Linked DNA regions of Mus musculus: all the other regions are linked to region 1. A link is a contact called in public Micro-C data. All regions are on one chromosome and are shown on one strand. Each heading gives the region's core, a stretch centred on a gene start, on an enhancer-like site or on the middle of the called end of the contact. The rest is flanking DNA. Distances are from core to core; before and after follow the strand shown.

Region 1 (3,511 bases), core at 450-2,949:
TCCTTCTGGGGCAGGCGGTCAGAGTACTTTGCCTACAAATTTAGAGTCAGCAAAAAGCCATCTCTCCAGTGACAAACTTGCTTTTACAAAGGATACATCCCCATCCCCCATCCCCATCCCCCATCCCCCTCCCCCATCCCCCATCCCTATCCCTCATCCCCCATCCCCATCCTCCATCCCCATCCATCCTGGCTGCGTCCACCTCTGCTCACAGTCCGTGCTTGCGGCTTATTTAAGGATATGTCCCCTAATGATTTAGTTTTTGAGACTATCAATATTTTACAGTGGAGAAGGGAATGGCATCTCACTGCGAACATAATTTAATTATAATAGATGGGTTAGTGCCTCCAACCCATTCTTCAGAGCTGACTCAGAGGGAGATTTATTTATTTATTTATTTATTTATTTATTTATTTGAAGGGATGCGTGGGCCATTGGTCACTATCCTGAAGTTACCATTGTCCTTCCTCCTTCCATGCTCCCTCCTCCTCTGGGCTGGCATCCAGGACCCATATGTGTGGGAGTTAAGTGGGGTTAGGGTGCCCCAGCTGCCACCACCCTGTCTATATTGATGGGGTAACTGCCAATCAAGGAGGAGGGCGTCGGGTTAGACTCCTTATAGGTGGGGGCCGCATTTGGCTGGATCACTGTTTGGAGGTTCTTCTCTCCCCCCCTTCCCCTCCTCTCCTCTCCCTTTCTCCCCTCCCCCTTTCATTCTGGTCTCTCCGTCCATCTAGTCCCACTTCCCTCCCTTTCTTCTCTTTTTCTGCCTTGTTCCCCTCCTTCCTCCCCTTCTCTCCACTCTCCGTTTTCATTCTCCCTTCTCTTTATCCTCCCCGCTTTCTCTTCTCCTCTTCTCGCTTCTCTCTGTCCTTCCATCGCTTCTGGTTCCACTCCTCTCTCCTTCCTTTCTCCCCCATTACTTCTTCTCCTTCCTCCTCCATTCTCCTCCCTTTCTTCTTCTCCCCTCCCCTCCATCCTTTCCTCCTCTCCATCCACTTCCTCTCCTTCCTCCCTTTCTCTTTCTGCACTCCTCCTCCCCCAAACCTTTCCTTTCTCCCCCTCCCTCCTGGGCTTGTTCTTCCTCCTCTTTCTTCCCCTTGGTCTTCCAGTTCGTCGGGACACTTCTCTCCCCTTCCTCTCCTCCTCTCTTCCTCCCCCTCCTCCTCCCTCCGCCGCTCGCGGCAGCCCGCAGCCCGGGAGAGGCCGCTGGTAGAGAAGCCCTTGTAGTTTTAAATTCAATGTGACAGTTTCGGAAAGAGCGGATGATGAATCTCCCATTATTGGATCAGTCTATTTGCCGCTCAATGTCTCTCTGTAATTGGAGCAACATCACTTTAAAGGTTCAGAGAGTACAGCATTTCTGGTGAAAAATCCCCACAACACGCCGGCGAATGTTTTAAAGGGAAATCTATTAGAAGGAGGCGAGGGGCGGGAGCGGCGGGGAGCAGGAGTGGGGGGCTCGCCGGGGGCCCCCGGCCGGCCGAGCGCGGCGGTGCCCCTCCCTCCCCACCCCGTCTTGTTGTGACAGCTCCTGATACTGTTTATGGAGGTGCGTGTCAGGTATAATTAGCAATCGATATGGAAAACGTTTCCTTGCACCCAGCACGCCTCTGACGTCAGAGCCGATTAGCGCTTCTTATTGGTCCCAAATTCCCCGGGCCGCGGCTAATTATCGAGAGCTTGATGTTGATAAAGTAAAGCGGCGGAGCGCGGGCCGAAGCATGTGTAGGGCTCCGGGCCCCTGTCCCCGCCGCCGTCCGCGCCCCCGCGCCCCGCCAGCCCCGCGCGCGAGATGATGGACGGTCGCCTCCTGGAGCACCCGCATGCCCAGTTCGGGGGCTCGCTGGGCGGCGTGGTGGGCTTCCCCTACCCGCTGGGCCACCACCACGTGTACGAGCTGGCCGGTCACCAGCTGCAGTCGGCCGCCGCCGCCGCTGCCGCGGCCTCGGTGCCCTTCTCCATCGACGGCCTGCTCAGCGGCTCGTGCGCTGCAGCCGCCGCCTCGGTGGTCAACCCCACGCCGCTGCTGCCGGCTGCCTGCGGGGTGGCCGGCGAAAGCCAGCCCTTCAAGCTTGCAGGTAGGCTGGAGGCGGGGACACGGGGAAACACAACGGGGGGCCTCGGGGTGGGGTGCACCAGGCCGTCGGAGAATAGCGACCCACTCCTCCGTGCACCCCGCACCCGAGGTGGGTGCAAGCGGGACAAGCATCTGCCAGGTGGCTGAGCCTTGCAGCGTCCTGTGCATGCCCGCAGACTCGGGGGATCCAGACAAGGAGAGCCCCGGCTGCAAACGGAGACGCACCCGCACCAACTTTACCGGCTGGCAGCTGGAGGAGCTGGAGAAGGCGTTCAATGAGAGCCACTACCCGGACGTGTTTATGCGCGAGGCGCTGGCGCTGCGCCTGGACCTGGTCGAGTCCCGAGTTCAGGTAAAGATTGGTGTCGCCCAAGGAGTCCGAGATCCCGCACTAGGCGTGCAGAGCGCGGTGAGGCAGGGCCACCTTTGTTCTAAGTGGCGGGGAGGTGGTTTCAGGCTCCGCGCTGCTGGCCATGGTGGGGATTATGAGGGTTGAACCCCTTCTCCCATCTGGAGGTGAGTAACTTGAGAGTGCCGAGGTGATTGGGGAGAGATCCTGGTGGCGCCCCAGTAGCCACTGCAGTGACTGCGTTCGATTCGGGGAAGCCGGGTGTAGGTTGGCTGCGGCCGCGGCGCACAGTCTGGAAAGGCTGCCGAGGCTCGAAAAGCCCTCCAGGAGGGGACAAAGTGGGCCCTGGCCTGGGCGCTCTTGACAGAGGCTTTCTCCCATCCTCGAAGCTGACAGATCTGTTGCTTTATTTCTGGCTTGTGAAATATTAAGATAGAAACATGCATTTATCCATCGTCTTACAAACAGCCGCTGGGGGGGTGCATTTGTGGGAGAGTAGGTGGAAACTTTCGCGGTTAACACATTGGAAAAGAGGGGGCTTAAAAAAAAGGGCATCTGAATTTAAGATTCTTCTCCATTAAATTCCTCCCTCCCCAACCTCTTCGTTATTCGATTTCATGAGGAGTCAGGAAGCAGTATTCATTAAAAAAAAAAAAAAAGCAGCGTTAATTTGGCGTAATAAAATTCCAGAATTAATGTCTGCATAATAGATGCTTTCCTAGAATACAGAAACCTTGGGGTCTGTGTTATTAGTGGGTGCCTGGGGTGGAGGCAGACGCTGGCAAAATACCAGTTTAGCGCCATAGCTTTGCCTGAAATATTTGGGTCCTGGGCTTTGGCCTGCTCTCATCTGTTTAAAAATCCCTCTCTCCAAATTGTTCTGTGGCTTAAGTGAAGTCCGAATCTTTTTTATATCCCCTCTAATATGATAGAAATTTCTGATGAGGAAGTAATCTGGAAATTGCACCCCTCCAAAAAAAAAAAAAGTTTTGAAAAAGAAAAGAGAAAGCTTCCCAGGGTGTTGGCTTAGTCTCAGAGACTTTTGCACAAACCAGGCTCCCTTGGAGCAGGTCTGCTGTGCA
Region 2 (4,053 bases), core at 313-2,812, about 14 Mb before region 1:
CAGCGAGCATGAGGGTGTTACCCTTGGCGGATCGGGTCAGGGGTTTCCTGTGTGCATTCCTGGGAATACCAGCTAGAGGCTGCCCTGACTTTATGTCTCAGGTTGGGAAATTGAGGCTCTTTGGAGGATTATGAGTTTTGCCTGCCCTGGGTTCTCAACTAAGGATGCTGGGCCACAGTCTGCATCATCCCTGTTGACTGATTTGAGGTCTGACCCATCTTTCTTTTTTTCTTTCTTTCTTTCTTTCTTTCTTTCTTTCTTTCTTTCTTTCTTTCTTTCTTTCTTTCTTTCTTTCTTTCTCTCTCTCTCTTTCTTTTTCTTTTTCTTTTTCTTTTTCTTTTTTTTTTTTTTTTTTTTTTTTTGGTTTTTCGAGACAAGGTTTCTCTGTATAGCCCTGGCTGTCCTGGAACTCACTTTGTAGAGCAGGCTGGCCACGAACTCAGAAATCCGCCTGCCTCTGCCTCCCGAGGGCTCGGATTAAAGGCGTGCGCCACCACTCCCGGCTTCTGACCCATTTTTCTACGCCAAGCCAGGACACCAGAAACTGGTGGCAGGTTGAGCAGAACCCAGACTCTAATTCAGGTGTTTAGACACCACAGCCTCTGTCTGGCTTTGCAGCCTGGTGAAGGGAACTTCCAGGGCCTCTCAGAGAAGCACCTCGGAGCTTCCCTGTTTCAACCTGTCGCCTGGACTAGGCTGTGCATTCAAAGGGACTGTAGTTTCTTGGTCCCTGTAAGCTGGGACTCTCTTCCCACGCCGGGCTGAAGCCTGGCCCACTTCGTGGACATATCGGACGACCTGCCTTGGTGGCGGAGCCGTGCCTCCTCTCCCCACTCCTTAGCACAGAAAGAGCGCTCTGATCTGCCTGAGGCTGGTAGATACTCTTGCGGGCTCTCAGGCCACACCACATCTATCACGTGCCCTAGTCTGCGCGCAGCAATCTATCCCTCACAGATGCCTCCTCTGCGGGCCTCTCCGGTAGCTTGCTTGCCTTCTCAACCCCGGGGACGCCCAGCGTTGCGCTCCCTCCCAACACTCCCTGGGAACCCGCTCCGCACTCTAAACGCTCTCTCTGTCCCTGCCCGACTACCTATTCGGGTCTCCACAGGCCTTGGCGGCCCTGTGCTCTCCCCTGGGAGTGAGTGACACATCCTGACGCTTAACCGCTGGGTGGCCGCCTGGTGTCTTGGCCCGGAGGAGGGGAGGGGACTGGGGGGGGGGGAGGACACCTCCCTGCCTCCTCTTTTTCTATTCTTTAACATCTCTGGGTATGTTCCTCCTCTCTCTTCCTCTCTTCCCTATTCCTCTTCTTCTCCCCTTCCTTTCCTCCTTTCATCTCCTTCCTTCCCTAACTCCATCCTCCTCCCTCTTCTTCTAGCCCCATTCCTCCTCCTCCTCTCCCTCCTCCTTCCTCCTCCCTTCCCCTTCTCCCTCCTCCTCCTCCTTTCCTGTCCTCCTCCCTCCTCCTCCCTCCTGGCTGCTCCCCTCCTCCTCCCTCCTCCCTCCCCTCCTCCCTGCTCGGCTCGCTCACTCTCGCGCTGGCTGGAGGGGCGGCCGGCAGCTGGCGCTGGCCGAGGCGGCGGCGGGATGGGACGCGCGCTGGGGCGCAGGAGCCGCGGCGCCGGCGGGGGCCGCGCAACTCCGGCCAAGTGCAGGGCGGGCGCGCGCTGAGCCCGGGCGCCGTCTGCAGCCGGCGGCCGAGCGCGGAGCTGAGAGGTGCGGGAGGCGGCGGCGCAGGAGCGAGCGGAGCCCGGCGCCGGCTCCCGGGAGGACCATGCGGGCCCCGGCCGCGTCGCTCGGGCTGCTGCTGGCGCTGAGCGCGCTCCGCTGCGCAGGTAACGCGGCCGCGTCCCCTCCCCGACCCCGCGCGCAAAGTTGCTGCCTGGGTCCCAAGTCCCGGGCGGCCGCCGCCTCCTGCTCTTGGCGGGTCTGGGGAGCCCCGGGCGGCCCAAACCCCGCGCGCGTCCCCTTTGCCTCCTCTCCAGTCCCAGCTGCCCTTTGGATCCTTTTGGGGCTCCGGGAGCCACAGGCAGGGCTCCCTGAAATACCCCTCCTTACGCTGCCTGGCACCCGGGCCCCGGGGTCTGCTGGAGATGTAGTGGCCCAGCGTCCGTGGATTGCTGTCCTGTTGTCTGGACACCTGCGGGGCCTGGAGGTCGTCTGGGCTGGCCATGTCTGGCTTGGCTGCAGTCCTTCCCGCGCCTGGTTGCCCCTCTGTTTCCAGCCTCCCAAAGCTACCCGCTCCCCCAAGTGGCTCCCGCTGTCTCCCAAAGTAGCTTCCGCAGGCAGCCAGGTGACCCTGCCGCTCACCCTCTGGAAGCGCGGGTCGTCCCAGCACCCTGACCCATACGTGGTCTAGCAGGACCCGGGAGCGTGGTCCGCTCAGGCACCTAGTGATGTCTAACGTGAAGGTGTTCAGAGCCCTCGCCCCGGGATCCGGGAGTCTGGCTCCAGACTGGCACCTGCGCAGCTGTCGCCTAAACCCCGCGAATGGGGGAAGTCAGAATAGCCAGTTATATGCTGTTTGCAGCCTGGGATGGAGTTGGCTAGGTTCAGCCACCTCGGTGTTGCTACGTGTTGGTTGTAGAGGAAGCTTATCCTAAAATGACAGTACCCCCCTCCCCCACCCCAGGCAAGTAGAGACAATCCCAAAGGCTGGGAAGAAGCGACAGTCACGAGCCCTGTTCATGTGCGTATGAGGGCTGTGTTCTCCAGACCTTTAAAGCCCACGTTTTGGGAGCAGGTAGCTTTAGACTGAGAGCTTCGCTTCCCATTCCTTAAAACAAAAACCGACCGTACAGATACCCAGAACGCGGAAGGAAAAATGCACCCTCAACTTTGCGGCTCCGACTGCCTGGGTGAGGTCGCACTTAGGAGTAAACCTGGATGCCAACTTGTTTGGAAGGATGACTGTGCATAGGCAAAAGTAAATATTGCCTTCCTTCTAGATGACCTCAAGTGACCCCAAATATTTACTAAGACTTTCCCCTTGGAGAGATGGTGGCCAGCCTTGGGCTTTGTTTGCACCACTGGAGGATGGCTCTGGTCCTCAAGTGGAGGGCTCTTCCTTGGCGCCGTTAATGAGCAACCTCGAGCTGCTTGCTCTTGGAACTCCCCTGTGGGTTGGAGAGGGGCACTGACGGGGGTCCAGGCCATTTCCTCAGAGCGGAAGCTCTGAGACGCGGTTGCCAAAGTGCACAGTCCCTCGGACTTGCAAATTACAGTGTTGTGGCTATTTTCTCTCTCCACGGGGGTCAGCGTTCGCCTGGCTGTGTTCAAAAAGCCATCCTGGGCAACCTTGAAGGAGGAAGCTGCCTGTTTCTTGCCTTGTGCCAGAACGAGTCCCCTCACCCTGTCCAGCCCCACCCAGCTACAGAAGAGCCTGTGCGTGGATGGCTCTGGGAGGCTTGTGGTAGAAGAGAGGATGTGCCACCCCTGGGAACTCATTCCCGGCCCTCCTAGGAGGTGTCAGTGCAGCTCTCGGCTGCATAGCTTGCCATACTTTGGGTCCTCGGTTGCCCATGCCTTCCATCGGTTCCCACCAGGGACATAAAGAGAAACACAGTTTGCTAAGCCTATATTTAGCTCCAAAACAAGGGTGATGTTTCTGAAAGAGCTGCCTACACTTGGTTGGTTGGTTGGTTGGGAGTTAACCAGCTTCATCTAGAACTGGCTGCATTTTCTAGATCGTTTCTGGACCAACCTTAGATTGAGTGGCTGAGACCCTGGAAGTGGGGCTTGAAGAGTTCAGCTGTACGGAGGCGCTCCTATAGCACACGTTCTGTTGCCTGTGCCCTCTTCCTGCGTGGGCAGCTACCCCGGGAAGGAGAGCGGTGGGCGGACTTCTTGGAGCTTCGTGAGGGCTGAAGCATACGGAATTGCACTTGGTTGGAGTCAGCACCAATCCTCCGGCTTAGCGACTAGGGGGCCCCATCATTCAAACCGTGTTTGTTCATGCTGTGGCTTTGGAAGTTAGTGATGCAGAGACAGACCACTGTCCCCTGGGGGAAATTGACAAGCCTTGCTTTGTTGACCCTTGATGCTTTTGTTTGG
Region 3 (3,877 bases), core at 55-2,554, about 20 Mb before region 1:
TAGGAAAGCCAGGTCTCCCTCCCTGCCACTCCCAGACCACAGAAGCTCTGTGAGTGAGTGAGACAGTCTCTCTCTCTCTCTCTCTCTCTCTCTCTCTCTCTCTCTCTCTCTCTCTCTCTCTCTCTCTCTCTCTCTCTCCCTCCCTCCCTCCCTCCCTCCCTCCCTCTCCTGCTCTGTAAATCAAGTCCTAGCACGTGTTTGAAGTCTTCCAATGTGGTAGACCAAGCTTCTCTCTTGCATTGGTTTTGTGACAAAATCTTGATGTGTAGCCCTGCCTGGCTTCAAAGTCCCTGTGTAGACCAGGCAAACCAAGATCTTGCAAGGGTCCTCCTGACCCTGTTTGCTGAGTGTTGGGATGACAAGAGCCACTTTTAGCCTGAGGTTTAAAGTTGTTTTAAAAATATTTATTTACTTGTTTATTTTATGCCTATGAGTGCCTTGCCTGCATGTATTTAGGGGCGCCCACAAAAGAGTCTTATCCCCTAGAACAAAACCATTGTTAGCCATCATGTAGGGTTCTGGGAACTCAACCTGCGTCCTTTGCAAGAGCAACAATTGCTCTTAGCCACTGAGCCATCTCTCCAGCCTATAGTCTGAAGTTTTAATGACTTTGATGGAGTCTCTTCTAGGACCACTGAAGCCATCTGACAACCCGTACTGTCCAGACCCCAAGATATCCTGGACCCCTTAAAAGTAGGAATCCTGAATTCTGGAATGGATGTTCCCAGTCCAGCGTCCACCCCCACCCCCACCCCTTTCCCTCCCATTTCCTAGCATGCCTCATGTGAGTCCCTCACTTCTGCCCAGCGGAGGGGAGGGGAGCGTGAGGAAGGATGGGAGAAACAAACTTTGCAAAAAGGGGCGCAGTGCTATGGGATTTGGGAAACCAAGTGCCTTTTGGCACCTTGGCTCTTGAGGTATTCTCCCACCACCACCACCACCACCACCACCACCACCACCACCACCACCACCACCACCACCACCACCACCACCATTCAACTAGCATGGAACTAGAACAGGTGGAGTCTCAGAGCATTTCCCGGTGGCCTCCTGAGTCGGTGATGAATCCTGGTCTTTTCCAGCCTCCCCAGAGGATTCACTTTCCAGATCTGTCACTCATTAAATGACCCTCTTCCTCCCTGGCCTTCCTAGCTTTGGCCTCTGCAACTGCTGAGGGTGAGGCTCAAAAGCGAAGCCTTTTTCCACAACCTAATGTGTCCCCAGAGATTCTCTCAGTCTACGGGAGGCACACGGAGAACCTGGCTCCGCACGCCATGTTTTCCCCAGCGCCATCCAGCGGGCGCCACGGCAAAGGCACCTTCTTCGGTGGTCCCCAGAGCCTCTTCGGGAGCAAAAAGTGGAGGGGTTCCCTAGTGCCCAGCAGTTCCTCCCCATCTCTTCATCCTCAAAGTAAGGTATCCCTGTCTGTCCTCGCTCTGCCTAGGGTTGATGGGGTTCAACCCTATTATTTACACACAACTGGCAGGGAATGGTTCAAAAGAGAGGTTGGGGTGGGGGGGGGAGTATTTGCAACACCACTCCCCGGAGACTTCCCTGTGGCAGATTGAGGGTTCAACCTGTGCTGGGTGACGCTTGCAGCTCCCGGCACGGCAGACATGTTAAGTCCTGTCTTCCTAATTGTAGCACCCATGACCTTATACTGGCTGAAGTCGGGCTCCTGCCTAGACGCTCTGCCCTTACTTGCAAGCAGATTTGGGAAAACTTCATCCCCCTGCTCAGGCGCTTCCCCAAAGCTTCTCCCTGCACCTAATCCTGAAAGCAAAGGCGGGAAAACACTACTTTCATACATGAGGGATGTTATCGCTAATTTTTTTGGAAACGTGCCTAGGCACACACACATTACATATATTATTGAGCGGGTTAGTGGGAGACTTAAAAACACTGAATGTCGGCAAGAAGGGCATATTCTCCAATTCCCTGGTAATTTGTAACAGACAGACTTTATTGCTCCAAGAGAGGGTAAGTGTGTAGTTACAGCGTTAATTTAACTCTGTCTATATGGATCAAATAGGCGTGTGCCCGTGGGGTGCGATTGCAATGAGTTTTTTAATCAGAGATTTAATTTCATATTCTGGGCTACTTAGAAAGCCCATATGTATACACCCATGCCCACAAAGAACATTTGAGAAATACAGATGTGATATTCTCTGACGTTTAAATAGCTCAATGGAACACAAGCTCCCAGTTGCACCGAAGCGCGTCGTAGTAAACTCCGCAGGCATTAGGCGGATCTACTCTTGATGTTCAGATCTTCAGAGTCCAGACCGAGAGCCAGACCAACTGCTCTAGATTTGAATCTGAAGCCTGTCTTCTGATATCCCAACCAAGAACTCTCTTGATCCCAGTTCCCTGCCCCCTTCATTCCTGCTAGAAAGACTATATTAGATAGATAGATAGATAGATAGATAGATAGATAGATAGATAGATAGATAGATACTTTTTAAAAAATTCTTTCACTCTAATATCTGTTATACATACACATACATGCACACGAGCACACAAATCTATTCTAGTCCTTTAAAAACATCATAGTCTACAGCAAAAATGCCTTTCACCGACTTCAACAATTCTTAAATTCTAGATGGAGAAATGAAACAGAGAAGCCTGTCTGGGTTACTCAGGACATGAATGCACGAACATAAAAGTGAAAAAAATCCATCATATTTTAACTTGTCTAATAGAAAAATCTTAACTCCACTGGACCGTGTTTCCTCCTCTTCCTCCTGCTTTCAAAAAGACCACAGTGTGTGCAGGGCAGGGGCGGGGGTGGGGGAAGCCACTTAGAATGAAAAGGAAAAAGAAAAAAGAAAAAGAAAAAAATCCGAGGTGATATTTACACCTGCGAACTTTGGATGGTTGTATTCGGCCCCAATTGGTTTAATTGTAAATCTTTTCCTCATGGCCCCCAACTCCTGGACCGCGCGCGCGTCTGGGTTTAATAATGCACCTCCCGCACCCCCATCAAGGCCTAGCTGGAAAAAAAAAAAAAAAAAGACAATTCCCCCAGCCCCACCCCCACCCAACTCAGAGGCTATCCCTGCCCCCTTCTCCAAACCTTCCCCCAAACCCAAGCTCCGGGAACCCTTAGACACGTGGAAAGCTCCGAAAACCAGGAGATGTTTCAAAAGCAAAGCCAAAAGAAGTAGGGGCCCTTCCTACCTTATCGGCCTGAACCTTTGGCTTGGGCACTGGGGAGCAGGGATCCAGGATCGTCTGTCTATACAGTAACTTTTGGACTGTAAGGTTGACTTGTTTCCGGAATTAGAGGCCACCAAAAAAAAAAAAAAAAAAAACGAAAAGAAAAGAGAAAAAACACGTAAAAGCACCCAGCAGCAGCGGGCAAGGATGCATCCTCCCGGCTTTCAACTTGTCCCCAACCCGCTGTTCACCTCGGCTCTCTCTTCGGTCTCTATCCAAGGGACAGTTGCTTGTCCCATACTTGAGAGATTGAAGGTGCATGCCTGTATTTCTTTCAATATTTTTTTATTGTTTGCGTATCTCCCCACCCTGCAAGGCTTTCCTCCACTCAAACCCGGCTTGTTCTTTGCAAGCGGAGACTGAAGTCAAACGTGAAAAGGAAAAATAGAAATAAATGATTTTTAAAAAATGATGACAGTCTTGGGGGAGGGGGTGCTTTCCCTTGCATCGCTACAATGTCGCTTTTTGTTTTCAAAGATCAAAAAGAAAAAAAGACCAGTATACCCGGCTAGAGAGGTGCTGGTGCCGCTGGGGCCCGCAGCTGCAGGAACAGAGCAGGTAACCTGCTCTTAATCACCTGCGCGGGTTCCCGGGCCCCTGTGAACCCGGTCACTGGGAAAGACCAGCTGGGTGTTGTGGCCACTCTGGGTACCAAAGT

What was found. Hi-C and Micro-C count contacts between places; a contact is called where the count stands out from the background.
Region 2: a Micro-C map of embryonic stem cells shows a contact between it and region 1, with 11 times the contacts expected there. The contact joins the promoter of Tmem132b here to the promoter of Uncx in region 1. A contact is called at or near these places in 1 of 39 promoter capture datasets (embryonic stem cells) and 2 of 484 Hi-C or Micro-C datasets (both in embryonic stem cells).
Region 3: a Micro-C map of embryonic stem cells shows a contact between it and region 1, with 31 times the contacts expected there. The contact joins the enhancer-like site here to the promoter of Uncx in region 1. A contact is called at or near these places in 2 of 39 promoter capture datasets (cranial neural crest and embryonic stem cells) and 4 of 484 Hi-C or Micro-C datasets (all in embryonic stem cells).

The regions. Positions count from the first base shown.
Region 1 is chr5:139,542,199-139,545,709 of GRCm38.p6, forward strand. Uncx (UNC homeobox) reads left to right here and starts at 1,700. Exons shown (of 3, transcript NM_013702.3): 1 at 1,700-2,081; 2 at 2,257-2,432. The coding sequence starts at 1,796.
Region 2 is chr5:125,530,856-125,534,908 of GRCm38.p6, forward strand. It overlaps Tmem132b (transmembrane protein 132B), which reads left to right and starts at 1,563. Exons shown (of 9, transcript NM_001190352.1): 1 at 1,563-1,835. The coding sequence starts at 1,775.
Region 3 is chr5:119,659,472-119,663,348 of GRCm38.p6, forward strand. All of the region lies in intron 1 of Tbx3os1 (T-box 3, opposite strand 1), which reads right to left. Among named protein-coding and RNA genes, the nearest start is that of Tbx3, 9.8 kb to the right of the region's middle. Within about 2 kb of position 1,305, at least 6 of the 459 cell types and tissues checked have an H3K27ac peak or open chromatin away from gene starts, as enhancers often do. A contact at or near this core is called in embryonic stem cells, where this site is marked.